Regions from separate parts of the Sus scrofa genome. Here region 1 is linked to region 2. The links are chromatin contacts, called in public Hi-C maps. All regions are on one chromosome and are shown on one strand. Each heading gives the region's core, a stretch centred on a gene start, on an enhancer-like site or on the middle of the called end of the contact. The rest is flanking DNA. Distances are from core to core; before and after follow the strand shown. Region 1 holds the start of GSTA4 (glutathione S-transferase alpha 4). Region 2 holds the start of MCM3 (DNA replication licensing factor MCM3).

Region 1 (3,804 bases), core at 249-2,748, 550 kb after region 2:
GCCACAACGGGAACTCTTCACTCAGATATTCTATATTCACAAAATTCTGGGTATAATTGGCAAATTGCAGCTTCATTCCTTTTCTCCTCATTAATAAATATTTATTGGTGGTAGATCAGAAGCCTATGATTAAGAAAAAGCTAAAAGTAAAATAGAATTCCATCAACTCCATTCTTAATAGAGAAATCCTTTTATGGAAGGGCTCTTCCGATTCGTTGAACCATGTCTGTAGTATTAGAGGGAGAAGACAGGGCTCCCCATTGACATTTCCCTCGAAAGTCCCAACGTTGTAGGACAAATTTGTGCAGAAACAGCAATTGGTAGGGAAGGTACCTCGACTCCTGCGGCAGCTAAAACCCATCTCACGGATTCCATCCGGCCTCGTCCATTGGGATAGTGGAGCTTGGGCTTCGTAGCCATCATGGCTTTTCAGCTTTTCTGAAAAACAAACCCAGCAGCTCCTCGCAAAAGAACTGCCTCAATTTCGTGTCCTCATCCCAGTCCTCAGACGCTAAATGAATATTCAAGATTTGGGCACAAGAAATTGTTTTTTTGGATTTCTGTGGTTTGGAAGGGAAGGGGTTTTATTTATATCCCCCCCCCCCACCACCACTGCGTTTTCCCTCACTCAACAATAACATACCACCATTTTAAAACCTTAAATAAGCCCACACACTTGGCTTTCATATCATTTCTATTTATGATTTCACACTCTGGATCGTGGGAAGCTGAGGCCAGTTGCTGGAAAGACATCTGTACTAGCAACACGGGACTTCGCAGATTAGGAACATCATATACTTTGACCTTGAAAATCTGAGATTTCACAAATTCGGCCCGGACAGGCCAGACCCCAGGCCGCGGAGAAGAAACATACCCATGGAACAGCTGCAAGAATTCGCGTCCACACGCATTCAGATTTGAGCCTCACAGCAACAGGGAGGTGGATGGACCAAAGATTACTATTGTTTGCACGGCCTGCGTCTGCGGGCAAAGCGGCCCTAGGTCGCGCAAGCCCCGCCTGCTCCCGGCGAGGACACGAGCCCCCAGCCCCCGCTGCGACCAAACCACCGCTGGGCCGCGGAGCCAGGCCCCAGCACTTCGCGTGGCTGCTCAGCCCGCGTGGCCTGGCTCGGGGACCATCCGAGCCTGCCTCCCCTTACAGGGCTGCGAACTCCACAGAGAGTGTTAAAAATCATTCCACATCGAGCCGAGCAAGACCCCCACCCCGGCCCGGGGGCCCCACCGACCCGGATGGTGCGGGGGCGCAAAGGACCTAGGAGAGAAAGACGAGAGAAGGATGGGCGCAGGGTACTTAGGGTATGGAGGGAGAGTCAGAGGCTCAGAGCCAGGAGAAAAACAGTTAAGAGGGGAAAGGGCAGGTGGGGGCAGCAAGAGAAAGACAGACCTGGGTCCACTCCGAGCGCCCGGAACCGAACAAAACGCCCCCGCTAGCTGTCTGCAGCTGGGGAACCCGCGGGCTGCCGGAGATGCTCGAGGTGGGCGAGGCTCCGGAGGATTTCGCCAATAGAGACGGCAGTATTTAGCATGCTCCACCCATTCTGCAAGGCATGCTGGATAATACAAAAGTAACCCCAATTCACGTCATTTAAACCCAAATTTTAGCGATCTGAGGGATTAATTGACCTTTTAAGTGTTAGTTAGATTTAGTTTGAAAGGCATGTTAGCGATTTAGTGCAATAAATAACTCGGCCTATGCAGAAAGACACAAATTTCCTCAGGTTTATATACCGCGCGGCCTTCCTCAGGCCTCGGATGTGAGGGCGATCTGGCTGCGACATCTGTCACCCCATTGATCGCCAGGGTTGATTCGGCTGATCTGGCTGGCTAGGCGGGTGTCCCCTTCCTCCCTCACCGCTCCATGTGCGTCCCTCCCGAAGCTGCGCGCTCGGTCGAAGAGGACGACCATCCCCGATAGAGGAGGACCGTTCTTCGGTCAAGGGTATACGAGTAGCTGCGCTCCCCTGCTAGAACCTCCAAACAAGCTCTCAAGGTCCATTTGTAGGAGAACGTAGGGTAGTCAAGCTTCCAAGACTCCAGACACATCCAAATGAGGCGCTGCATGTGGCAGTCTGCCTTTCTTTTGACATTATTCCTTTCTTTTACTTATTCTTTTGACATTATTCTTTTCTTTTTCTTACACACTGCAAGAGCAGGTATCTTGACTAAATTTTCAAAAGGCATTAAGTACACGTATTAAACGTAGAACTTAATTTCTCTCATTTTGTGTATTGCTTTCTCCTTCCCCTCCTTTATTCCTTGACACGGTGAATAGAGATGTTTCTTCATTTTGCATGCGAGCCAGAAAAGTCACTTTCGAATACAAATAATATATATATTCAATTTCGTCTTCCTCATTCTGATCTAACACAGTTTAACATGGAGAGGGAGCCATATCTAAACCTGCTCAAGGTGATCATTCCTTACTAATTTTTTCCACTCTCATTGAACTAAGTAGAACAAACATTATTATTCACCTTTGCTGATAAGCCATTTATCTCCATTTCCTTATTTCTAGTTGCTTGAGCCATATCATATTGCTATTTTACTATTTTTCCCCTAACGTACAGAATCGCTCACTTCACACGTCCAGACTAATAAATTAGGGATCACATCCTAGCAATCTTGTTTACCTGAAAGAAAACCTAAAGGAGTGTCATAAGACTCTGTCTTTACACAGGCTTGTGGAGATATAAAAAGTCCTGTTATAATAATTCTGCCATTCTATGGCAGGTATCCTAATGTCATCGTGTTCCTTGGAAGCCTTGAAATCATTCTATTCTTGGAGACTCTCAGTTGCTCTCAACCTGGGACAGTCCCACTCAAGACGTCTTTCTATCTACCTGATATATATGTTCAGAGGCCCCGGGCACTTGTCTCGGCCTTTGACCCTTCCCCACCCACTCAGTAGTAAATCGAATCGCCTGGACAAAAATCAAGACCTTTAGATCACAGTTTAAGAGGTGCTTTTATAAGTAAATACTCCGGGAAGATGGAAGCAACAGCCACAGCTAGGATTGAATGTATTGGACCCTATTCGAACAGCAGGTTTTGGTGGCTGAGAGCTTGACTCTGTGGGGCATCTGATCAGATGGTAGTGGGGGAACATATGCCAAAATCTTAGGGCAAAGGGAATAATTATATAGTCGGGGGTGGGGGCAGTGAAGGTGTTCTAACCAGGAAGGGCAAATCTACAGATTCACTAACAAAGATTCATCTGTAAATCATGTTCCTCAAAATTCTTTCAAGGAGTCTAAGAATGTTTGGGAAATCAGTTTCCTGTGGAATCTTGAATAGAATTCATGAAGTTATGAGCTTCTTTTGAAGCATTGTTTTGTACATGCGTTTACTATGAAAGCTAGAAAAATACAAGTGAGATATTAATCATAATGAAATCAAAAAGATTGTTTTCATCTGCTTTTTTAAAAACATTTTTTATATTAATTTTTTTTATTATCTATTTTGCTTAAAGCTAATTTTAAAAGGCCTCTGCATTGCAAGATAACCCTTCCTACTGCTTGTCTACGTATATGCTTCCAATTTCCCGGCAGTAACACTATATTGAGCGTTAAGAAGTTTTAAATCATCCAAATTCCAAATTAGGACATAGCAATGTTATCATTTGATAGAACGTAAAAACAAAAACAGATCACACATCAATTTTTCTTAAACTGTAACTTTATTTGGAGCAGAATCTTCCTTATGCAATATTTTTAAACACCTTAGGGCAAACTTTTCAAAGGAACATTTTAAGTCAGAAGGGACTTAAGTGATTTTCTGTCCTAT
Region 2 (4,097 bases), core at 518-3,017:
TTAAACACGGTAGGAAGGGCTCTTGAGAGGAAAATGCCTACCACCTACTTTGGAAAGAAGTAAAAAACATAAGAGCAGGTGAGGTACTAAGGGCTTCTAGGTCAGAAACATTTCATCCAGATCCTCTGCTGGGAAGTCTACTCCAATCCAATGAAGAGAAGGGAGCCATTCTGACTCAGGGCCAGGATGTGGCGGTGGACACCTAGCCACTCACCGGTTAGCCCTCTTCTCATTCTTCCTGCGAAGGTCATTCACATTGACAATCAAGCGGTACTGGTTGTCACTGATCAGCTCCCGAACTTTGCTCTGATAAATTCCCTGATCTTCCTGCAAAAGAACCACCACATGTCACAACGGCCACAAATTCAAATATATGATGCTTTTAAACAGAGGCAGCTCTCACAGCAAGATAAATATATCAATCTCTGCAGCAGAGGTGAATCCCAGTTCCTCCCACATTTTCACTCACTAGTCTCACATTCCAAAGACACCTAAGAGACCAGTGTATGAATTATGACTTCCTCAAGACCCATGCTGTAATTCCTATTATCACCAATAGCTCTTCTGTGTGCAGTCATTTCACAACCTTTACTGGGGAATTAAGGACAAGTTAAGGGGAAGGAATAAAGTAGGTGTCTGGGATTAACAGATACATACTAATATATCTAAAATAAACAAGGACCTACTGTATAGCCCAGGAACCATACTCAATCTTATAATAATGTCTAATGAAGAGGAATCTGAGAAAGAATATATATATATGTGTATATATACACACACACACTCATATATAAAACAGAATCACTTTGCTATACACCTGAAACACAACACTAAGTCAACTAGCCTTCAATGTAAAAAATATTTAAAAACTAAAAAAAAAATTTAAAAAGAACAAGTAAAATCCTTGTTAAAATGCAAATTAAACAGACTTTTAATACTCAAAGTGACTTTTCGTTGCAGAATTTTGTCTGGAATTACTTTATTTCCCCAATCATCTGCATAATATAGAGTTCCCATATCCGGACATTCGCAAACAGAGCACTATCAACCCTTCAAGACGCTTTAAACAACATTCTGTGGCTGTCAATCTTAAACTGCATACAAACCCCCCTTATTTGCACGCCAACACTATTTCTCTCCGTCCCAAAAGGTAGGGAAAAAGGAACGCGGCCAAATAAGGGAGTCGTTTCCTCCGGCAGGAAAGTCAGCCACTAAAACCTGGGGACCCTATAAGTCTGCAGGTCACTACCATCACCGTTCTCCAGCGGTCCTTCCCCGACCCTCCCTCCAAATTAAGAGAGCAGGGAGTGAAAAAAGTCAGCGTGGCCTTTGCACTTGGTTTGCGCTTGGAGGAAACCTGCGCCTTTCGCGAGACCCGGCCATCATTTGTACTCTGCAAAGCCACAGGATTGCTCTCAACCACAGACTCCGCTGCCAGAAAGGCTACAAGATCAGGGCGGAAGGTCCCTAACCTCCGTCCCGCCGCCGCAGCCTGGAGCTCCGCGGTCTCCCTCGGCCTCAGTGCGGCCCCCGGGGCTCCTGGACCACCCAGCCCTCCCTTACCTCGTCGTCCAGGAAATCCAGGTAGTCTCTCTGCGCCTCTCGCAGCTCCACATCTTCCAACACCACGGTCCCGGCCATGCTCGCTGCTAAGGAACTCCTGCCAGCGGAGCCGCGCGAAAGAGCCTAGCGTAGCCCCGCCCCGGCGCGAAAACCTCTCTACTTTTCCCGCCAACAAAAGTAACCCCAAGGAAGGGGTGGGGTATTTGGGAGGATATATACACTCTGATTGGCTGGTTATTCCTACGCGAGAACAGCGAGTATCCAATCGAGGACGGCTTCTTCTCTAGGTTTTCTCTGCGGCTCCTCCGAGTGGCGGGAACTGTGCTAGCCGGGCCCCTCCTTACTCCACCTTTACTGACAGGAAAGCTGACCAATGAGATGAGAGGAGGCTCGCAGAGCCTGCTCCTTGGGCAGCCGGAGAGCCAGCGAGACCTGAAGCGCTGCCTTCTGGGAGTCGTAGTCGTCCCTCTTTTTCCTCAATGTTTTACCGGGTGTTTTCTGGTTGCGGTTCCCCGACCTGCCACTGAGTGAAACTCGGCCCGGCGATTGGACTGAAACTAGACTAGACGTCAGAGAATGTGAGTTTAGCATGCAGGGAGAAAAAAACACAAAGGCAAACCGTTTTTAAAATATATCCAATATATATCAGTTGTGCTATAGATAGGTTTTTCAAACGCCCTCTAGTGGCATTCGGGGAAAAAGTGAATTTCGAGAATCTAGGGTGGAGAATAGAATCACAGCATCTTTGGGAGAGGTTCTTTAGTTCAGCAACTCATTTGCTATCTGAATACCGTGGCCTGAAATACCCCACAAAAATATTAGGCCGCGGAAGAGAGGAACGTGAAAGAAAAATTTTCGCGACGTTTCCCCACCCCCACCCCAGATGACCTCGTGTTTTGTAAGAAATTATGGACGTAATTACTACACCATCCTACTCGCAAATGGGTAAGTTAAAGTCTTTCTCGCCTTATGAGAAGTTCACAAAATCTTTTTTAAAAACTTAGCTTATGGAAAGGTAATTAAATAGAAGGAGAAACAAAAGGTGTTTCACGCCACTCTTAAGTTTCAGTCATTAATTAAAACAGCAAATCTGAAATTATAAACAATTAAAAGACCGATTGCATATCGCAGGAGGTTTTTTTGGTTTGTTTTCTTTTTAGTCTTTTGCAGTTTGTTTATATTTTGGGGGTTTTTTTGAGGTAAAATGCACAAATCTTACATCCATTTCAATGAATTTTTTGATGTGTACACCCTTGTAACCACTGAATGCACAAGGAGCAGTCCCATTGCCCTTAATTTCAGTGCACAGGACTAAACACCTGATAATTCTATATCTGAAATTTCAGTTAACTAATCATGTTTTAAGGTTTCCAGGATTCACTATGCCCTGCTAAGTATTTTAAGTATAATCTGCCTAAACAAAATTTCTATGCCATCTATTTGTATGTATGTATTATTTAGTTGTTATAGTTTATACTTTAGTTATCATGTTTATAGTTACCGTATGTTTTGTGTCATCCTAGGGAGCAGATATATAGATCCTTACTCAAAGGGAAAAGGCCTTTATCTGGCTGCTTGCTTTTGTTTATATTAATAGGCAAAAAAAAAGAAAGAGGAATTCTAGATAAGGCACCTACTTGTAATTATATATTACTTATTAACTTGAAAATGCCTTTATCACTTGATCATAACTGTATTTTATGAATATAATGAAGGCAATGTTGACAATATTATCTGCTCTGGAAACAGCTTGAAATAAACACTAAAAGAACCAGGAAGTTTCGTTCACACAAGTAAAGAAATCAAGTCATTTGCAATAGAAAGTCCAGAGAGATAAAAATATGAAAACCAAACCTTTGATTCAAACATACTTTTCTATGAGCTTTAATTTCCTCATATAAAGATGAAAATCCATTCTGACAGTGCATGAACTTATGGCAAATTTGAAAACTGTAAAAAAAGAAAAAAATCCATTTAGAATTAATCCTGGATAAATTCTAGATGAAGACTTGATTTGCCTTAATGTCATTATCTTCAGCCATAAGGGACATTCAGTTATTTATTTGTTAGAACATGAGATCTTTGAGCAGAGAAGTGTGTTTCCTTTGCTATCCCCTGCTCCTCCAAACTGTAAGAAAGGACAATCAATCAGGTTGTTGCTAAAAAATTAAAACAATAAAAGTTGGGGGCGTTTGTACGTATCTCATACAGAGTCAAGCTGAGTCATGGCCCTCCTCTACTCTTTATTCAGGATGAAGTAGCATATGTAACCTGATCAAGCAATGCATCTGGTTTCCATTTTTGCGTACATTCTTGCCTTCTGTCTGTATCCCATTTCTCTCCACCCTAGGCCTTGGTCAGACCTACACCAGTTTCCAAAGCTAAAGAAACCCTAGGGAGTTAGTTCCTTGTAGGACAAAACTATGCAGGAAGCCAGTGAAAAACAGATTGAAAATGTAATATTTACATTTGTCCATGGCCTCAAAGACCAAAAAGTACCCAAAGACACGGTACAAACCCATAATAAATAATTT

What was found. A called contact is a pair of places that touch in the nucleus more often than the background predicts.
Region 1: a contact with region 2 is called in a Hi-C map of heart right ventricle, with 2.9 times the contacts expected there. The contact joins the promoter of GSTA4 here to the promoter of MCM3 in region 2. A contact is called at or near these places in 2 of 47 Hi-C or Micro-C datasets (embryonic fibroblasts and heart right ventricle).

The regions. Positions count from the first base shown.
Region 1 is chr7:46,654,993-46,658,796 of Sscrofa11.1, forward strand. It overlaps GSTA4 (glutathione S-transferase alpha 4), which reads right to left and starts at 1,499. Exons shown (of 7, transcript NM_001243379.1): 1 at 1,406-1,499; 2 at 334-438. The coding sequence starts at 423. It overlaps ICK (serine/threonine-protein kinase ICK), which reads right to left. Exons shown (of 16, transcript XM_021098828.1): 16 at 3,679-3,804.
Region 2 is chr7:46,102,658-46,106,754 of Sscrofa11.1, forward strand. MCM3 (DNA replication licensing factor MCM3) reads right to left here and starts at 1,768. Exons shown (of 17, transcript XM_001924813.6): 1 at 1,564-1,768; 2 at 215-327. The coding sequence starts at 1,641.